2 separate regions of the Callithrix jacchus genome follow, and region 1 is linked to region 2. Evidence: chromatin contacts called from public Hi-C data. All regions are on one chromosome and are shown on one strand. The core of a region is the stretch at or near the end of the contact, and the rest is flanking DNA. Distances in the headings are between cores, read along the strand shown. Region 1 overlaps LOC100412393 (A disintegrin and metalloproteinase with thrombospondin motifs 7). Region 2 holds the start of CTSH (cathepsin H).

The links. Hi-C and Micro-C count contacts between places; a contact is called where the count stands out from the background.
Region 1: a contact with region 2 is called in a Hi-C map of skeletal muscle, with 3 times the contacts expected there. The contact joins the enhancer-like site here to the promoter of CTSH in region 2. A contact is called at or near these places in 2 of 3 Hi-C or Micro-C datasets (both in skeletal muscle).

Annotation. Positions count from the first base shown.
Region 1 is chr6:29,307,812-29,313,360 of calJac240_pri, reverse strand. It overlaps LOC100412393 (A disintegrin and metalloproteinase with thrombospondin motifs 7), which reads right to left. Exons shown (of 25, transcript XM_078329075.1): 23 at 5,008-5,170; 24 at 4,099-4,358; 25 at 1,923-2,295. The coding sequence ends at 2,056. Among named protein-coding and RNA genes, the nearest start is that of TRNAK-CUU, 93 kb to the right of the region's middle. Within about 2 kb of position 2,675, at least 4 of the 16 cell types and tissues checked have an H3K27ac peak or open chromatin away from gene starts, as enhancers often do. A contact at or near this core is called in skeletal muscle, where this site is marked.
Region 2 is chr6:29,139,936-29,145,490 of calJac240_pri, reverse strand. It overlaps CTSH (cathepsin H), which reads right to left and starts at 3,304. Exons shown (of 12, transcript XM_002753365.4): 1 at 3,156-3,304. The coding sequence starts at 3,246.

The sequences.
Region 1 (5,549 bases), core at 1,426-3,925, 170 kb before region 2:
CCAGCTGGGGACACCCCCAGCCATCAGCAGAAAACACCCAAGAATGATTAAGACCGAATGTCTTCCCATGGTGGGGGTTGGGGTTCCAGCAAGGATTCCCAGACAGAGCAGGCCAAGGTCTGGCAGGCTTTTCTCTTCTGGAGACACAGATTCAGTGAGGCTGTGGGTTCCTGAAGTCACACAGCGTGGCAGTGGTGGCAGAGCGGGGCCAGGGACTGGCTCAGTGTGTGGGTCAGGAGGAAGTCGACAGCCCTGCTCCCCACCCCTTAGAAGGGGTTGCCACCAGGGGCAGTTTTGACTAAGACCTGGGAAGCCATGACTCAGAGCGTGGGTCCCCAGGGTCTCTTTGGGCCAGCCAGGCTGCTGCAGACACAGACAGGAAGCATGCCTGATGCTCCTCCACCCTCAGGCTGCGCAGCGGGGCCAGGACTCACGCTAGCTTGCTGAGTGACTTGCTTTCCTGCGTGACCTATGGCAGGCTGCCCTCTCTGTGCAAAGCCACCACTAGGACCTGGTCAGGGCTCACTTCCTCTTCCACCTGCTCAGGGTGGCTTAGAGCTTGGAGGCGAGCAGTCAGGGCCTAGGATGCCCTGTGTCACCAGGGCATGTGGCCTTGGGCCAGTTACTTCCTCTCAGAGCCTTGAGCTCCTCCTCTGAGGATGGGGCTGTTGGTGTCAGATGAGGTGAGCACATGGAGTTGGGAGCAGCAGGGCATACCCCGCAGGCAGCCACCCTGGCCAAGCTCCCTTCATCCCTTCCAAGTCCTGGGACAGACGCTCATCACCAAGGGGTTCAGCCTCTGATACAGTTTCTTGGTCTTAGTCCCTAAGGAGTGATTTTCAGTGATGTCCCTTCTGTCCCCAGCGTACATCCAGCCAAGTAGCCGCAGCTGCCGCATGCAGGCTCCAGGGTCCCACTCGCCTTTTGTCCAGGGATGCCATATGCGGAAGAGTAGAATGTGAGCGGTGGCCCCGGTAAGCTGCAGGGCGACCTCTGAACCTTAGCACCCCCCACCTGGAGAAGGGGCATTACACCTTCCAGGGGGCCGCTAAGGAGGAAATTGTCAACGGCTGAGTCCAAGGCTCACAAGCAGAGGGCAGGTGGGATCTGGGGCTGGGCCTGGGCCTGGGCCTGGGAGGACAGTGTGTGCCCCCTCCCCAGCCTCTCCACCCCTCACCAGGCCAGGACGCTCTTCAAAGCACCTTCATGCCCATCTGTTCCCTGCTGTGGGCACCACATTCTCCATAGGACTAGATTTTATAGGAGGGGAAGGGGCTGTGGGTAGGCAGGTACCAGGTTACCACAGATCAGCGTGGTAGGAACCTGGCTCTGGGGCTGGTGGTGGGGAAGGGACCACCCTGAGGCAGTGGGAATTAGCCCAGCCCCATCTCTGGGAACAGAGATAAAGGGACAGGTGGGGACATAGAAGGGCACAGCTGGCCAGCCTGCTCTTCCCCTCTCTGCCTGGTTTTTGCAGAAGAGTCAACAGATACATCAGAGAGGGCCAGGGAGCTGCCCACAGGGGCCCAGCCCCCATCACTCCAGGGTACAGTCCCTGCAGGTGACACCTGCAAGGTGGGCAGGCCTCTGAGGACCTCAGAGTGAGGCCCCAGGGAAAGCTGGGTGCCTGAGCTAGAGGCAGGCAGCAAGTAAAGGCCAGGCTGTACCCCTGCCCAGAAAACCTTCCTGCCCCAGAACCCAGCCCTCTGCAGACAGGTCTCCCAGGGTAGCACCCCCCTGGCTCCCGAGGCCTGCTCTCACAGACTCACTTGCTGCTCTGCCCCCAGCAGATCTGCCCCAGGGGAGCAGGTGAAAAGCCGCTGTCTGCTGAGGTGCTTCGCAGTGGAGATTGGGGCAGAGGAGTCAGGAGAAGAGTTTCTGACTTTAAGATTCTCCAAATCCAAGAAGAAGTCACACTGTGCTTTGGAATGGTAGATGCTCATTTATGTAAAATAATAATAAATGTTACACAAACTGTTATAATAAAAAAATACTTTTTCTGAGGGGGAGGAGGTCCCCAGCCTGCCGCTGGATGGGGAGAGGGGGTTAGCACCATTAGGGCGCAGGAGGCGGGAGCTCCACCACAGCCCATGGTGGGCACTGAGGTCTGTTGGTCGGTCTGTGCATCCTGATGCGGTCAGCGGCGGGCAGCCCGCTGATGGCCTCGGGAGGGGGTGCCATGGCTGGGTGGAGGGCATGAGTGGCAGCACTGGGTGCGGACAGTGGGCAACCGGCAGCGGCCCAGCAGGCGCAGTGTCTCGCAGAATCCGAATGACAGGCGGTCCCGCTCACAGCCTGGAGTAGGGGGCGGGGGACATCAGTGGTTTGGGGTACACAGAACCTGGCTCCCCACACCAGTCACCTTAAGGAGTCTCCAGCAGCTCCCTGCTATGCAGAGGGCCCCAGTTTCTGGAGGAGCTCCCGAACCAGAGTTGCACATCTCCAGCTGTGGCTGTCTCTCTCCCATCTTCCCATGGCCAACCCCCAAGATTGGAGAACAGGTGCTGGTGGGCTGAGGTTTCTGGAGAAAAGGGCCTGAGACCCCACCCTGACCCCCTCACATGCCCACGGAAGAGCCTGCCTGGGGCAATGCCCCACCACCCCATCTCCATCCTTGCTCAGCCTTGGAATCCCCTGATAGAGCCTGGCACAAAACTGCAGTCCCAGGGGCTGCTGCCAGCCTGCAGTGGCCTCTGCCCCCATTCCTGGCACCTCCTCCTGCATCAGTGCACCTGTCCTACCAGGCCTCTGTGACCGCCTCCAGCCACGGGGGTTGCACTCAGCCTCGGCTTTGGGGTCACAGGGTCCCATCTCCCAGGCCAGCCTTCCACTTCTCAGGGAGGCCACGAAGCCTCGAAAGACTGGACCTTGCAGGCTGTCAGCGGAAACCAGGGGCTGAGGCTTGTCAGGGCTGAGGCTTGGCTGGGCCCTCCTGCCTGTGGTTATCAGACCTATTTTGGGAAGTGGCTTTTTTCCAGCCTCCTGGCCTTGCTCCTGATGCTGTTGTCACTGCTGAAAACCCCCAGCTGCCGCCCTGGCCCTGCTCACTCCAGCAGACCTCCCGGGGGAGGAGGAGCAGGAGAGGAGCAGCCAGCCCTGGGCCTGGGCCATCCTCCAGGCCCCGCAGAGGGCACGAGGCAGCAGGCAGACTCCTCCAGCTCAGCTCCAGGCAGAGCTCCAAAGCGCACATCTGCAGGCTGCATCCTGCTCGCCTGGGGTGACCTCACACAAGCTGCCTCACCTCTCAGGCCTCGGTTCCCTCCTTTGTCAGCCCCGCCTCTGCAGCAAACGGATGCAGCCATGCTGGGTCACTGCAGTGACCACACACTCTGGAGATTCCAGGCTTTCCAAATATCCACCACACTATCCCACAGACCAGCAAAACATCCTGGGAACTCCAGGTCTCAAGGTGCAAGACACCTTCCTTCTTCCCCTCCACTGTTCACTGGCCACCGAAAACTCACTTAAGACAGCTTCTAGTTCAGCCACCTAAGCAGCCCCACTCCCTCTACCCACTCACACCCACCCCTGGAGACCCTGCAAGCCCAGGGCCTCGTGGGCCATTGTCCCTGGTTCTGGGCCCCCAGGCACCTCAATTCCCATTCTCTGCCCCATCTGGTCCTCACCAACTGGGATGGTAACCACCTTTTCCCTGTAGCCAGCCTAGCCCTGACAGCAAGAGATGTGATGCCAGCACCCAGCTCAGGCGGCACACAGGAGTGCTCCCAGATGCTGGCTCGGTGCGTGCTGAGGACAGGCAGGGCAAAGTGGGGGCACTACCTCTGGGCCTTGAGGTAATGGAATTTGAGGCAGGAAGGCCACCCCTGTCAGAGGCAGGGTAGTGAGGCATGGCAGGGGCCACTCTGAGCCTGAATGAGGGCTGTTCAGGAGCAGATAGAGAAGACTACGCAAGACAAGGGGAGAGGCAGACCCGGGAGACTGCAGGGGGCCCCGAATGCCAGCCTGAGTGCCCTGGCTGCCAACTCTGTCCAAGGGGCAGGGGGCAGATAGCCAATAGTACAGGGGGCCACAGCTCTTCCCACCACAGCTTCTGGGTGCCCTAGACTTCCAGGGGCAGACCCAGGCCCTCTTCCTGACCTTGCAATTGGGGATGACAGTGGCTTTGGGGAAGGGGAAAAAGCCGCCTTCCCTGAGTACCACCTGGACGCCCACGCAGTGCGGGATGCTTCGTGCCCAGACCTCATTTAGGCAAGGATGGTGATTGACAGCCCCGTGATTCAACATATGAAGTCCCTGACAGGGGAATGGAGCCCAAGGCCACACAGCTGGCGAGGGAGCCCAGGTGAGACTCCAGGGCCACGGTTTCCTGCACTCAGCACTGCTGGGAGCAGCTGGGGCTGCAGGAAGGAAGAGAGAGAAAGAGAGAGAAAGAGAGAGAGAGAGAGAGAGTGTGTGTGTGTGTGTGTGTGTGTGTGTGTGTGTCAGCAGCAGGGGTCAGGGTGTCCAGACCACTTTGGCTCAGGCCCTTCTGCCAGGACACAGCTGGCCAGGAAACCCCCCGCCGCTGGGACTAGCAGGACCCTGGGAGGGAGGCCCTCCCTGCAGTTCCACTGCTCACTCTAGGTAGCCCTCTGGCAGGGAAAACAGGCCAGGGCTGGGGACCCGGCCTCACCCAGGCCCAGCTTTCACACAGCCTCAGGGACATCCCCGGCCTCACTATGGGAAGACTGAGACCCAGAGGGAAAGAGCTTATGCAGGTTCACACAGCAGCTCAGGGGCCAGGGCCTCTCCCTCTCCTCCCCCGAGGCCAGACATCTATCAGCAGGGTATCATGTGGCTGGGGCCTCCGGGCCAACTCCCAGCACAGCTCAGGCTTGAGTATGGCATCCTGTGGCCTCAGGATTCTCAGTGACCACATGGCTCCTGAGCCCAGACTACAGATGGAGCCAGCCGGTGCCGTGGCTTCGATGGTTTGACAATCCCACTCCCCATTACCCTCCCCACCCCACCTCACTTTAGCAGAGAGCCAGGAGTTCAGGGACTCACGGGGCGGCTGGATGGGCTCGCAGTCCTCGATGCCACACGGCTGGGAGCTCTCGGGCCAGGCCTCATGGCCACACTGGTCACTGTCTTCCTCGGGCAGCCCCGTCTGGGTGTTGACACACTTGACCAGGCGCCGCTGGACGCCCCCACCACAGGGTGCTGAGCACTGTGGGGAGTGGGGAGGAAGAAGCGTCTCCCTGGGCCACCTTAGCATCAGGGGCAGTGACACCTCCACTGGGAAGCCATCCCTGTGCCCTGTGCCTGACTGGCCTGCCCTTGCTCCCAGCCCCACCCTCACTGCCTCCTGGGAAGGCCTGGTCCCATGCCTAGAGCCCACTCGGTACTTGAATCCCACTCGCATTTGTGGGATCGTCTCCTGCAGTGGGGAGGGCCATGAGAACAGTGGGGACAGCCTTCGAGGCTGCAGGGCAGCAAGCCCCTCGCACAGGACATGCCCGAGAGACCTGGGCAGAGCCCCAGGATGGAGCCCTAATTCAGCAGCGGGCAGAGACATGGGCGAGACACCGCTGTGCCCAAGGGATGGG
Region 2 (5,555 bases), core at 2,055-4,554:
GCCCAGCCAATTTTATCCTAATTTTTATGCTTTCCTCTCATTCAATCTGAACCTGAATAAAACAATAGGAACAGCTGGGCAAGGTGGCTCACGCCTATAATCCCAGCACTTTAGGAGGCTGAGGCAAGGGATCATCACCTGAGGTCAGGAGTTCGAGACCTGCCTGACTAACATGGTGAAACCCTGATCACTTTCCCATTCTTTTCTGTAACAACAAAAAGTATAAATTTAAATGATTTTTACTACCTGTGACCCATACATCTGTGACTATTATAAAAATTTATTCTGGATTGAGTTATCATAATTATTATCAGTGTCCCAACTGATTAAAACATTTTAAATGTATTATACATTATGAAAAACAACTGTTAAACATCAAAAGTAAAATTGTATCGGAAATGTATCTCTTATTGAGATAAACAGGACTCTACCCATCCCCCCCAATGATTTATATTTTCATGGGTGAATACTGTTTGAGAAAAGGGTCAGCATTAATTCTGGTCTTATTTTTGTTTCTTATAGGTCAGAGGGCTGAGAAACCCTACTTGAATCAGCAGCTGGAAATAGAGGCAGTTTTCAAGAGCAATGCCATTTAATTCTTTTCACCCCTTTCTGTGTATCCAATCCCATGGTGCTTGCTCTATCACTCAACATGCTTGCTTGCTTTCTTCCTTTTTTCTTTTTCTTTTTTTTTTTTTTTTGAGACAGAGTCTTGCTCTGTTGCCAGGCACCACACTGGAGTGCAGTGGCGCGATCTCGGCTCACTGAAACCTCCTCCTCCGGGTTCAAGCAATTCTCTGGCTTCAGCCTCCCAAGTAGCTGGGATTACAGGCGTGTGCCATCACGCCCAGCTGATTTTTTTTTGTATTTTTTAGTAGAGACAGGGTTTCATCATGTTGGCCAGGATGGTCTCGATCTCCTGACCTCGTGATCCGCCTGCCTCAGCCTCCCAAAGTGTTGGGATTACAAGCATGAGCCACCATGCCCAGTCCTTTCTTTCTTTTTATTATTTTTTTTTTGAGATGGAGTCTGGCTTTGTCGCCTAGGCCAGGGCAGTGGCGCGGTATTGGTTCACTACAACCTCCACCTCCCAGGTTCAAGCAATTCTCCTGCTTCAGATTCCCGAATAGCTGGGATTACAGGTGCTCGCCACTACATTCGGCTACTTTTTGTATTTTTAGTAGAGACAGGGTTTCACCATGTTAGTCAGGCAGGTCTCGAACTCCTGACCTCAGGTGATGATCCCTTGCCTCAGCCTCCTAAAGTGCTGGGATTATAGGCGTGAGCCACCTTGCCCAGCTGTTCCTATTGTTTTATTCAGGTTCAGATTGAATGAGAGGAAAGAGATCCCCCTTGCCTTCAGGGGCTATCTCCCAGTTTTAGCAAAAAGGGCATTTGGAAATAAAAGATCTGTAAATGGATTCCCAGAACACTCTCTGTGCCGGCATCACTTGGAATATCTTTGTGTTCCCCCAAGGACCCACACCTCCAGTGTGAAGATCACTACCACACAGCATTTATATCTCCTTTTTTGGGTCTGGAACCTGTTCCAGAGACCAATCTATGGCCAATTTCCCAGGGGAAAAAATGTACATTTCCCCAACATGGGTCCCTTTAGGGTTTCAGGAGATTCCAAACCTTGATTAAGGGCCCTACTGCAGCTGAAGGCTTTAGAGAAGACAGACTTCAACTCAGGACAAGGGTTGGAGGTAGGGTTTGAGTTTAGGACAACTGACTACCAGTTTGCCTCTAGGAAGATTATTCTGGGGCCAGAATAATCTTCTGGTGAATGGTGCCTGACCCTCAAATAGATCCATTTCAGTTTCGTTAGGACTTTTAAAAGTGCCATGATGTGTGCCCTGCCTGGATTTAGAGCAGGTGACAGGAAACTACAGTATTCTCCGTTTTTTTTTTTTTTTTTTTTGATGGAGTCTTACTCTGTCACCCACACACCCAGGCTAGAGTGATTCCACCTCCTGGTTTCAAGAGATTCTCCTGCCTCAGCCTCCCAAGTAGCTGAGACTGGAAGTGTGCGCCACCATGCCCGGCTAATTTTTGTATTTTAAGTAGAAACGGCGTTTCACCATGTTGGCCAGGATGGTCTCGATCTCCTGACCTCGTGATCCACCCTCCTCGGTCTCCCAAAGTGCTGGGATTACAGGCATGAGCCACTGTGCCTTACAGAAAAAGCTTGTCAAGCCCTGCTCTGGAATTCAGACAGCCTCTCTGTGCCAGCTTCCTCCACACAGCCTGTTTGGGGGGGCGGGGTTTTCCTTAGGCGGGAACTGACCTGGAGCTGGGGGCCCACTGAGGTTTACAAGGCTGGGGGGCTTTCTTTTATAAGCAGTTGGGAAGGAATGAGGCAACCCTCTGGCTGAGATTCAGCCTCAGTGATCTTTGTCCCATTCCCTGAGCCTCTCGCTGGGGGAAATCCCTGTCCCGTTCCTCCAAAGCTCAGGGCACCCCTCCCTAGGTTCTGGGCTCCTCGAGTTTTTTCTTGGCTACTTTTCTCTGTGGAGGGGACAGGTGGTCTTTAAGTTCAGAGCCTGTGGCTGAGGCTGGGACCAGGGGCTGCAGGAAAGGAGGGGGCAGTAGGGAAGAGCAGGCTCCTTGCCTTCAGCCGGGGGAGGTGCCTGAGCCCGGGCAGCTGGCAGGGTGCAAGGGCAGCAGGAAGCTGCAGTCACAGACAACTTGGCCAACAAGGGGAGTCCGGGGTCCGCCTGATCGCATGGGCCCTGGGGTGCGGGAAAAGCGCTGCTGGTCTCAGTGCTTTCCTTGGTGCCGTTGCCCAGGGATCCGCTCCTCCAAACAGCCCGCTCTGCAGATGGGACTCCCACGACACTACGGGGATGCCCTGGGTGCCAAGTCCCGGGGGAAGCTGCTAGAAGAAGGCTGGGAAGTCCCTGCTCACCTCTGGGACGGATCAAAGTTCCCTTTCCGACTCTCCGTGTCCCCAGCAGGGGAGGGCGGAAGGACCTGAGAGCTTCTTTGGTATTCCAGGCTGGGGAGCCGCCTGGACACTCGTCCCCCGATCCTCCGGGCCCGCCAGCCGCCCCGCTCCCAGACCCCCTCCCGCGCCAGCACGCAGAGCCCCGGCCTCCGCCGGGGAAAGCTCCGCCCGGTTCCCCGGAGCCCAGTGCGCCCCCTCCGCGTACCTAGGGAGTTCACCGACAGTTCGGCGGCGCCGCGGGCCGGGGCTCCCAGGAGACAGACCCCGGCGCAGAGCAGCGGCAGCGCGGCCCACATAGCGGCGGCAGCGGCGGGACTCTGGCGCCCCGGGCTCGCGGAGGTTGCGGCCCAGAGCGGAGCCCGGGATCGCGGGGCGGGGCGGGGCGGGGCGGGGCGGGGCGGGGCGGGGTGTGCGGGCTCCCCTCGGCCGGGCTCGCGGGAGGGGGAGTGCTCCGATTAACCCGCCCGCTCTTCCACCTACTGCCGGGCCGCGTCGCTGCCACATCTCCTCTGGGAGGAGGGACCTGTCTGCCTGTCAGGACTGGCTGAGCCCTCGCTTTGCCTGGCACCGCGCGGAGGGGCGGGTCTCAGCCTGGCCTCTCCCTCTCCCATCCTGTGGCCATCCCCACGTCCCCCATGTCCCTGTGTGTCTCCACTTCACAGCCCCTATGTCCTTGCCTGTCCCCACCTCGCACCCCCATGTCCCTTCCTGTCCCCACCTCGCACCCCCATGTCCCTGCCTGTCTCCACCTTGCACCCCCCATGTCTCTGCGTGTTTCCACCTCACACCCTCATGTCCCTGCCTGTCCCCACCTCACACCCCCATGTCCCTGCGTGTCCCCACCTCGCATCCCCATCTCCCTGCCTGTCCCCATCTTGCACCCCATGTCCTTGCGTGTCCCCATCTCACACCCCCATGTCCCTTTCTGTCCCCACCTCACAGCCCCATGGGACCCCTATGTCCCTGCCTGTCCCCACCTTGGATTTCCCCATGCACTCCCTACGCTTCCCTGCCCTGGTTAACCACCTTCCCCTGGCTGTCCCTTCTGCTTGGAATGGACTTACAACTGGAGAAGCTAGACGACCTCCTTGTGAGTTGTTTGTCCCTCAATAGACAGTTTAGTCTTTCTGCTGAGGAAGTTACATTAAGAGCTGAAGGGTGGTTCTCTGTAGTTTGCAAAGCTGAAGAAGATGGTATGTAAGGGTCTGGGTGTGAGACAGAAGAACAGGCAATCCACGCTGAGGAGCCTGCACCATCACTGCTTTGGGTGAGGAGAGATTCAGACCCACCTGTGCGCAGCCTCAAGAAGAACAGGCCCAGTAGCGCCCCGTTCTTCACTTGCATCATCATCTTGCAAAGTGGCATGTTGTTGACGCCCCCATTTTACAGATGAGAAAACTGAGGCTCCAAGAGTAGACTGTGACTTTCCCAGTCCGTGTGCAGAGAGTGCCTGAACCCAGCCTTGACCTACTGCAGTGCTTTCTGCTCTGGTCTTGCTCTATTTTAACATTTTGTTTATTTATTTATTTAGAGACTGAGCCTGGCTCTGTTGTTGCCCAGGCTGGAGAACAGTGGTACCATTCCAGCTCACCGCAGCCTCAACCTCCCAGGCTCAGGAGATCCTCCCACTTCAGCCTCTTGAGTAGCTGGGACCACAGGCTCATACCATCACCCCCAGCTAGTTTGTTTTGTATTTTTAGTAGAGATGGGTTCTCGAACTCCTGGGCTCAAGCAGTCCTCCCACCTCAGCCTCCTAAAGTGCTGGGATTAGAAGTGTGAGCCTCTGTGCCCTGCCCTCTCTTTAAGAAAAATGTGTTTCTTTCCAACTTGTGACTGGAAGCAGACTCGAGCTCTCTCATGGCTTCCCTCCTACTGGTTTCATCCCCTGAAGTTCTAACCGAGACTACCTCTCAGGCACCTGGGGAAGCAGATTCCTGGACTTCCTTCCTGGGACTTGACCTAGTGGGTCTGGGTAGAGCTCAGAAATCTGCAATTAAAGTGCCTCTCTGACAGGCTCTCTTCTCCTGTGGCCGGTGCAGCACGTGGACACGGAACCTCCAGGGAATCAGGGGTCGGCTCCAGGAGGCACTTTATTTTTTCAGAGAAAGCAGATCTTCGTTAGGTTATGACTGCAACCCCGTCTAGATGCCCCTTGGGTGTGACCAGACCCTCTTTGCTTTGAGGCAAATGTCTCAGAAAAGATCCTGCACGGTTACTATTTTGAAGGTGAGTCGCTGGCCTTGGGATAAAGGTGTCCTCTCCAGGCAGATGTCCTGCCCTTCTGGTGTGTCCGGAATGCTTCACCCCTCTGCCCATCCTGGCCACTTGGAGGATGCCAGAATTGAAATCTCTGCCTATTAGACCTGAGGCCCAGGGCTGCCCCTGCACTGGGTTCCTGGCGACCCTCCTTTGTGGATCGTTCCAGCAGGCCAGAGCCCCTGCAGTGCTGGGATGTGGAGGGCGCTGACCTGGTTAGTTGGAGGCCGATGTTTGCCCTACTACAGATTCACTGTGTGACCTAACAAGTGGTTCCCCCATCCCATCAGGCCTCAGTTTTCTCAGCTGTAAAATGGAGCAAGTGTCCCTGCTTTCCAGGGTAGTTAGA